Linked DNA regions of Danio rerio: region 1 is linked to region 2. Evidence: chromatin contacts called from public Micro-C data. All regions are on one chromosome and are shown on one strand. Each heading gives the region's core, a stretch centred on a gene start, on an enhancer-like site or on the middle of the called end of the contact. The rest is flanking DNA. Distances are from core to core; before and after follow the strand shown.

Region 1 (5,086 bases), core at 1,082-3,581, 300 kb after region 2:
TAATTTAAACAAGAACAAGTAACTACCAATGAGCTCAACTTCATTCAGAAATCCTTTTCATACTCCACTGACATATGCTTCCAGATTTTAATTCATTCAATGTTCTTCAGGTTCTCATAGATGCTTTGTTTTGCATCTCAAGTCTCTTCATTTAAGAATGTTTGGATAATTACACTAAAACTTCAAAACAGCAGAAGATTTCTACATGTATGCACCATTTAAAAAGTCAACTTTATGAATTTAGGACTTTCTGCTAGGGCTGAGCAATTAACCAAAATCAACATTTAGATCCTATATTGATCGAAATCGATTGAAAATAAAGTGCAAGTTATTTATTTTCCACTTTTTTTAAGAAATAAAGTGACTGTTTTCAGGCAATGTGTGTTTTTATTTCAGTTGTTTAACGTTGATGTTCAATCGAAAATCATAGATAGTTGATTAATTAAAATCAAGTAATGCACCCTTCATTTAAAAATCTCTCACTTGTAATATGAGAGTAGGCATGGGCCAGTAAAAGATTGTGATGGTATAATAACCTTGAATAAAAATATCCCGGCTTCATGGTATTGTGATTACTGCTCTAAAATATATTCTTTTTAAATGTCTGGGTAAAAACTAAAACATTTGAGAAACATTTAAAATATTTTGGAGCAGTATACATGTCAGGGAAAATAATTCAAATTAATTATTCACTTCTGCTGTCTTAATTAGTTTCAAAAACATTTTTTTTACCATTTAAAATGACATCTTTGGATATCTTTTCTGGAGATACTGTTGTCCTAAAAAAAAGTACATTGCACATACAGTGACTTATGAACAATATTGAAAAAGTTGTTGATGGTTTTAAAACCTTGACTTTTCAAAACAGCGGTACACCTTGAAAAGGGTTATCATCCCATGCCTATATGCGAGCATATTTCCTGTAAAAAATCTGTCAGTGAAATAAAAAGGCAAAAAATAAATGCAATAATCGTTCATTAATCATAACCGAGTTGAAATGTTAAATTAAGATTTTGATTTTAAGCCAAATCACCCAGCTCTACTTTCTGTTATGATTCTTTTCCTTCAGAGTCCTTTTAAGAGCCTAAAACAAAGAAGTGCAAATTAAGACCATTTTTTTGAAGATTGGGAGAAATTTTGAATATGTTCTTGTAAACGTCTCATCCTAAATGATTTTGTGGAATCAGGGTTAAAAACTGTGACAAAAGAGAGAAACAGATTTTGATACAAAACATTAAAATTACAGCTTTAAGAGTCAAGACAAAAAGGACACTGCAAAAAATGAAAAAATCAATAAAAAAACATTTACACATAAACCACACTGCACTCTAAATAAACAGATAAAAATCATATGTTTCCACTCTACCTGATGATAATCATATTAAAACATTAAAAGCTCTAAGAATACATTAGCATGTGTGTAAGTTAAATATTACTGAATGTTTTTTTTAATAAATAACGAAACAATCTGCATTCTCTATATGTAAATGACCAAATGTGGAATAATAAACCTCTGTTTTGTTTGAAGTAGACATATAATTTATAAAATGTGTCTACAGAAATTATTAATGTGGGACCTATAAAATATATGCTACTCATGGTTACATTTTAACATCCCACTGCAGAATAACATTGCACGATTGCAATGTTTACATTGCGTTATGTCACTGCACGACCTCATACGACTTTACTCAGTTTATGCAAAGTGTATCTAACTAACCAGCAAAAATTAAACATTACAGCACACAATAAAGAAGATTTTGCTTTTAAAATAGCACATGGTTTGATATTAGTACTACGGTGTTCTACTCTGCTAGTTATTCGAACATTTTCTCAAACACACAGGTATCAGAAGGACAGGGAAATGTTTGTTGTGGATCGCAGGAATGCTAACGCAGATAGGCTAAGCTAACTAGCTAACGATGACAACACCGGTCTGTTCGGCCAACGAACATGCGTTTTCTACAATAACGACAGCCTGGTTTTGCGCAATTGACGACACGATTCCCGTTTACCTGGTTTCTCCGTCCGAAGAGTGGCACACTTGTTGTCTAACTCGAAAATCCTCCTCTCCAGCTCGACGCTTCGTCTGTAGTCGTCGGCCATGACTGCAAACGACAGTCACGTGACGAGCGCGCGATTACTCACGTGCGGAGGATTACTGGGGTGTTTTGTTCTGTCGTTTCATTCATAAACTTAGAGGCCTGGCGGTTACATCAAAACAAAAGCTTACTTTGTTCATCCCTTATGCGATTGATCCTTATTATACACTGCGTTTGATAACAGTGGATTGAAATGAAGCTTGGCAGTAGTGATGATGGATGTACGAGACTCATTTCCGCGAGTCGGTTCTTTTGAACAGTTCATTTTGAAGAACCAGTTCAATGTAAGATTCTTCAGATATTTTAGGCTATGACGTAGTTGTTCTATCACGTGATGTCTGTTTTCTTCTCCATAGCATTTATTTGTTTAAATTAATTTATTTTCTGGTTAATTTGTATCTAAATAAATGTTTTTTTAATATTGAAATTTTGAAGCAATGTTATCAGGTTTTTTTAAAAAAATCTCCCTTAAATCCAGTGAAACCTAAAAACATTGTTTTTGAATATATTATTAATTCGTTATAAGTTATTAAATCATTAGTAAATTATTAATGTATAATAATAATAATAATAATAATAATAATAATAATAATAATAATGTTATTATTTCCCAGAGATGGGTTGCGGCTGGAAGGGCATCTGGGCATCATCTTTTTTCTAAAAAAGTGGTGGATAAGTTGGCGGTTCATTCCGCTGTGACGACCCCAGATTAATAAAAGGACTAAGCCGACAAGAAAATTAATGAATGAATAATGTTATTATTATTAATAATACAAAAACTGTTATTATGTCACGTCTCCCTGTTTAACTGCAGTCGAATCATGAGCCACCTTGGTTGAAAATAGAAAATAACCTATTTTAATTTTAAATTAATTAATAAAGAAATAAATTAATTACTTTAAAATAAAAAAATAAAAACGTGCATATTGATAAAACTCTTATATTCCACTAGCATCACTGTGAGGATATATTTTAAAACTCTGCCTTATTGAATCTTGATCTACCCCGAAAGATCCATCACGATTCGTTAACGCTGAGCAACCGATGCATTGAAAAAAGAACCGACTCATAAGAATGAATCGGAAACTGCAAAATGGTAGCGTGAGGGTTAAATGCAAATAAGCAAATCGAGCCCCCGACACTCCCTCAGTTACCTCATCCCCGCCTATTTGAGATCAACGAGGGCATACTGTCACCATCATTCACTATACACAAAATTAGGCCTGTAATTTGCAGAAATGGCGACTCTTAAAGCGCTATCTAGAGCGGAGAATATGCTCATCAGGAAGGTGACAGCGACGATCAAGACGAACATCCCGCGATTCTCCGTCGGCAAGGTCAGTGTTTACAAACAAAACTCGGTGTATCCGAAATTTAGCATGATGTCCAACGTGTCGGTGCTTCTATTTTGGTCGTTTGTCAACCTTGCTTTCCATTGCAGATGAAAGATGGACGTTTAGATAATACAAGGAAGCTGTGAATGTATGGATGATGCTGGAAAGGTGCATGCGAATGAATGAATGAATGAATGAGGAATACTGCAGCTTTTTTAGTATTCTGTGAATTACATATGAACTCGGAGATTAGTAAAAAGTAATTTTGTGTTCTTCAACAAAGCATTAAAAGACAATTAGCATAAACATGACCTTGATTTTCACAGTCACAACCATTCATTCAGGTTTGTTTTCTGTTTGTATGTTTCATTGTTGACCTGGGAACACGTGGTCACTAAGCAATTTTGGTGTGTTTCATATACTGTTAGTAATATTTTTTATTTAATATTATTACCTATTTTATTTGTTAAATTCATATAATGTATATTTTTGTAATTTGTATTTTTATGAATATAGCAATAGCAGTAATTCATTCTGTAAAAATATTTTTATTAAAATCAACACTATTTCACTATAAAGAACCATTTGTGTTAGAAAGATACCGGAGGTTGTAAAAATTCTTCATGGAACCATCAATTCCAGTAACGATCCTTTAGTTTTAAGAGGGATGACAGCACTCTCTGTCAAACCTTTCATTGGATAGTACCCCAACTCTATTCTCACGTTCTCTTTTGTTCCTCCCACTATTTGGCTTATTATATTATATTATACTTTTATATTTAGACTAACCTGTTATAATAGCAATAGTTCCTAGAACCAGGACTGCAGTTTTCCAGACAGTGACCACTAAGATAGGACTGTTTGGAGTCATATACAGTAGTTATGACAGTCTCAGGCGATTGTCATGTGATTATGAGGTTCACTGAGTTGTTCTGTATGCATATAGAGCAACAACCTTCTGTTTCCAGGAATAACACTGTTGAGGGCGATGGTGGTTTGCATCTTGAGTCTTTTTTATAGGTTATTTGATCATCATGACTCAGTTTGTTTTATTTGGTGTAACTACTCAATGCTGTTCCACATCCAAAACAGAAGCAAATGAATTATTTATTGAGGCGAAGTGATAAGCGATCAGCTGTTTCCTCTCCTTGTCCTTTGCGGGAGCATTTGTGAGGTCAAACACACACTGTTGTGTAAGCAAATAAAGATATAAATGAAATGGATGTCTTGGCTCAGCTCCTGGGGTTTATTTGGCATGTGAACGTCAACACTGGACAATAGTCAAACTGCTGTAGATTGGAGGGAAATGATTGTGTTTCACATTTTTAAATGATCGAAACGTTAATTATTTAGAAATCCATTGTAAATTGTTAACATCTGCAGTGGAGTAAATGGAAAAGTCCACCATTGGTCATTATTTAATTGTTATGTCATTATTTCATAAATTTGATTCAGTGGAATGTTTGGCAGGAAGCTTAAAGGAATTCCATTGTAGTGTGGATTCATTGACTGCCAGCTGAAGTGTGGAAATCTGTTTCAAGTGCTTTCTGAAGTGCTTTATTCATTCATGTCTATGGTTGGCAGACGTGTGGCTGTTACTTCTCCACTTCAAGTCAGAGGTCTGCACAGTTTTATTCGGACCCTCTAGAC
Region 2 (4,538 bases), core at 369-2,868:
ATATTTCAGATAATGTTAATGTGATTGGAGTTGAGGGCTTTAACAGCTTGTGGAAAGAAACTGAAGAGTAGTGTGACATTCGTATGGTAGGGTTAGATTTTGGTGCATTTAACATGAAACCATGGTTTCATTCTGTCCTCTAATAACATTTTAGAGAGGGGGTGGTGGAATGAATGTGAAAGATATTTTCTTGACACACTTAGGACGCCAAACATTTTAGCATTGAGGCACTGTTGAGTATTGAGTATTGTTGTTGATCATGTCCATCCCTTTATGACCAATAGGGTTGGATGGTGCATAATTCTAGTAGGATAATAATAATGCCACACATATCAAATCATCTCAGTCTGGGTTTTGAAGATGAGAGAGTTCATAAACTCAAATGACCTCTGTAGTCACCAGGTCTTTCATCAGACCTCTAAGATGTGCTGAACCTGGAGATTCCAACTATGGATGTGCCGTCGTTAAATCTGCAGCAACCTGTATGTGATGTTGACATGTCAATATATACCAAATCTCTGAGGAACATTTAAGCACCTTCTTGAATTCACACCAAATCAGCTGTACTAGCAAGGTGTACTTAATAAAGTGGCTGGTGAGCCTAGTATATTGTTTTTAAGGACATGAAGTTTTAGGGTTTATTTTATTTTATTGAGTGATTTCATAATACTTTAGAGTTAACCATTAGCTTGCAGTAATCAGTAATGCGTGTTAACTGTATCTAAAGTACATCTCTAGGAGGTCAAAACGTCCTCCAGGTCATGAGACTTGATTATGTAAATTAACTAATTGATAAATCAGAAAACAACTCAGATACAAGGACAATTTGGGTCTACAGACAATGTGATGTTTTTTGAATGTTTATGTAAGTTTTTAACACTGTGTCCAAGGCCAGTATGTTTTATCTATCATTGTTCCGTCTTACAGTAATGTAAAAACATGGTGTTTATGAAAGTTCAGCAGAGACAGGAAGCTTCAAAGTTTGATCTCAGCAGGAAAAAAGTGCTGACTCTGAAACAGCTGTGCACTGCTGCACAAACAAAAAATAAAGGATGTTAAGAGGAGCATGCAAATACATGCACAGTAATCAATGATTAGTTAAGAGTTAATGCTTTAATAAACACGTACACAGTGCTTTCATACTTAATTGCTTGTCATTTCTTTTCAATGTTGCACTCAACCCCCCCTTTTCAGTTCTCTAGGGAAACAGAAGTTTGGAATGCAGTGAGATTTAACAGTTTGCTGCCTGGAGACTTTTTGGTAGAAACAAAACTATTTTGCTGCTAATTATTACTTTTCCATACATAAGACACAGATAAATAAATTAAAAATGTAGAAAATTTAATTTAGGTTAAATAAAATCCAAACAGACTTTGGCAGGGATACATAACTAATCCACTAATCCACTTAAACTTTCTGCTTTTTTTTCAGCTCAAAGCTTTAACTTTTTCCATTTAAAACACATTACGGAGGTTACTGATATACTGCTGATGCGTGTAACTTCTGTGGCGAGTACGTGAGATATTAAAGTTTTCGAAACAAGGACAGAGGGACCTTTGCCCCGCTTTTAGTCAGGAAAAACAAGAGGAGTATAAATAGGAGGAGCCGTGTGAGAGGAGGGTTGTTTTTGTCAAGAACTAGCTCAGAAAGTTTCGCTGCTGAAGACCCTCAAGGAAAACAAGTAAGTGTACTTTACAGCTACGACACATTGGTAAAACATTAGGAAAACACATTAATTAATATAGCATATTACTAGTATATTTGCTGATTGTTTTAAATAATGCTCTTATTAATGGCCTCTTTTTGCATGATCATAGATCCCTTAATTACTACAACAACTATTTATTTAATGCCATTGCAGTAATGAAGTCGTATGTTTTAACTGCAGAACATTTAGTTATTAGTACATTTTTGCTCCCAATCTAAAGTTTTTCATTTTTCTTGTCAGCTTTTTTATTTTTATTTTTTTTATAGTTTTATGTTCAGATGCTGTTGTGTGGGTGTGCATTATCTATAATATAATTTAATATTGTTTGGTAATTACGTAGGTTTGAATGCATTATCTGTGCACCAGTCTGGCTTTGATAACTCATGTTGCAAATTTATATTACCTGGGTGGACTATGGATCTTGACCCAATCTGGCTTTTTACGATTTTGATAAGTAAATTTGGGTTAATTACCATAATTACAGGTATTTATGTACATGAATTTTATATGGCCAATATAGAATGGATACGATTAGATAAACAAACGATTAGAGCGCACTGCTGCATATCTTTTTTATCATTATGTAAGTTATTATTAATTTTCTTTTCGGCTTAGTCTCTTTATTAATCTGGGGTCGCCACAGTGGAATGAACCGCCAACTTATCCAGCATATTTTTTACGCAGCGGATGCCCTTTCAGCTGCAACCTATTACTGGGAAAATAAGTTATTATATATCTGAAATACAAATGTTATTAAAATAAAAAATAAATATTATGTGTGAAAATGTTATTCTTTTTGAAATATTTTTTAAGTGCTTTTTAACAAAGAGAAAATTATTTCAAACCATATTTAAGCATAATAGTTGAACTTCTAATAACTAATTTAATTTATCTTTGTCATAAAGACAGTATATACTATTTAACTAGTTGTACTATAAGATACCAGTATTCAGCTTAAAGTGCAATTTAAAGGCTTAATGTTAGTAGGTTACTCGGTACAATACATTAATTAGGCATCGCAAGTTACTAAACAACAGTTTTTTTTCTGAAAAAAAAAAAGTTAAACGTATCTTATTAAAATAAAACTTAAGGAGGCTAATAATTTTGACTTTAATATTTGTTTAAAATTTCTAAATACGACTTTTTCCAGAATAAAAAAAATTATTGGATAGCCTATATTGTGAAGTTTCCTACTCCATTAAACATCACTTGGGAAATATAATATTATCTGCTGGGTTCCACACAATTCACCTTGTCTCAGCACAAATCGATTAAGTTAATTTAACAGATTTAACAAATTTATGTTACATTACATGATATTATTATCAATAAAAATATTACACTTCAGGTGTCTGCTCTGGAAAAAAAATTATGTTGTTTTTTGATGTCTAAACAGTTGATCTTTTGTGTTTAGGTTAGTGGGTCTGTTGTTTGGAGTCATGTGGAAGGCACTCAGCCTTACCTTGGCTCTCTGCCTGCTGGTGGGCTGCAGTGCAGAGAGCGAAACAGAAGGAGCCCGCTGTAAACTTCCTCCCGAGTGGAAGGTTGGGGATGTGGAGCCCATGAAGAACGCTCTTGGACAAGTGACAGTGGTGGCTTACCTCCAGGCCAGCTGATTGTTCTGTCTGGAGCAAGCATCAAAGTCAGTGCAGACAATTATATTGAAACTCAATCTTTAATGAGTCCCAAACCCTTCATTCTTAAACACTCTGTAGCGTTTACACAAGGCGTATTGATCTAATCTCGCTTGATGAATGTTCTTCTTCAAGGCTTAATGACTTGCTCCTGAAGCTGGAGAACCAGGGTTATCCAAATATAGCCTACATGGTGGTAAACAACCGTGAGGAAAGGTCCCAGCGGCTGCACCATCTGCTTCAAGAAAGGCTGTTGAACATCACCCTCTACGCCCAAGACCTCAGCCAGCCGGACGCCTGGCAGGCTGTGAATGCTGAGAAGGATGACATTTTGGTCTATGACAGGTTTGGCTTATCCAGATGAATTCACTTAACATGAATGTATAACTTTATCAATATGTCACTAAATATCTTTGTCAACCAGGTGTGGCCGACTCACTTACCATCTGTCACTTCCCTACACCATCCTGATCCACCCACATGTGGAGGAGGCTATAAAACATACATACTGTGATCGCATTTGCGGAGAGTGCAGCCTGGAGGTAACCATCACCTAAAGTGATTAGAAAAAAGCTAAAGTTTGGTTTTGTGATGCTCCACGTTAGCGGTTTATATATATATATATATATATATATATATATATATATATATATATATATATATATATATATATATATATATATATATATATATATATATATATATTATATGTTTTTAATTACTGTGGTGCATAAAAATGAAAATCAAAACATTTTAACTTTACAAAAAGGGATATTGCAGTGTTTTGACAAAAACTAAAAAAATTAAGCTGTTTTGTAGAAACTATATGAAATAATAATGCAATTACTTTCATTTACTCACTTGAATGGTACTCGCTATTAAGTAGGTGTCAAGACCGTATAAAGGTATAATAAAATTATTTGTGAATTATGCACACGAGAACGTCTTCTGGTTTGCGCATGCGCAGATAATTGAGTGCGCTCAACACCATATAAGGAAAAGAAGGCGGTAAGGAAGTGGCGCGTTTGAAATGAGGTAGAGTTCCAGTCAATGGGCTATATGCACGCATTACTTCCGCGTTTTGTCTAAGGCCGCGGTCCAGCTTCCGGTCTGGGTGATGTTAAGCGGAGGTAAATAGTATTATGGCAGAGTCGTCAATATTTACTCGCTGTTTGCGAGTAAATTATGGTCAACGA

What was found. Hi-C and Micro-C count contacts between places; a contact is called where the count stands out from the background.
Region 1: a contact with region 2 is called in a Micro-C map of caudal fin, with 3 times the contacts expected there. The contact joins the promoter of rimoc1 here to the promoter of selenop in region 2. A contact is called at or near these places in 3 of 18 Hi-C or Micro-C datasets (caudal fin, embryo and an unstated tissue) and 2 of 4 datasets of contacts at active chromatin or transcription factors (embryo and gastrula embryo).

The regions. Positions count from the first base shown.
Region 1 is chr8:33,806,406-33,811,491 of GRCz12tu, forward strand. rimoc1 (rab7a interacting mon1-ccz1 complex subunit 1) reads right to left here and starts at 2,332. Exons shown (of 6, transcript NM_001128229.1): 1 at 2,016-2,332. The coding sequence starts at 2,106. It overlaps oxct1a (3-oxoacid CoA transferase 1a), which reads left to right and starts at 3,334. Exons shown (of 17, transcript NM_001007291.1): 1 at 3,334-3,439; 2 at 5,021-5,086. The coding sequence starts at 3,341.
Region 2 is chr8:33,504,102-33,508,639 of GRCz12tu, forward strand. selenop (selenoprotein P) reads left to right here and starts at 1,619. Exons shown (of 5, transcript NM_178297.4): 1 at 1,619-1,681; 2 at 3,123-3,350; 3 at 3,478-3,687; 4 at 3,767-3,884. The coding sequence starts at 3,148. LOC103911520 (a long non-coding RNA gene) reads left to right here and starts at 4,453. Exons shown (of 2, transcript XR_662397.5): 1 at 4,453-4,538.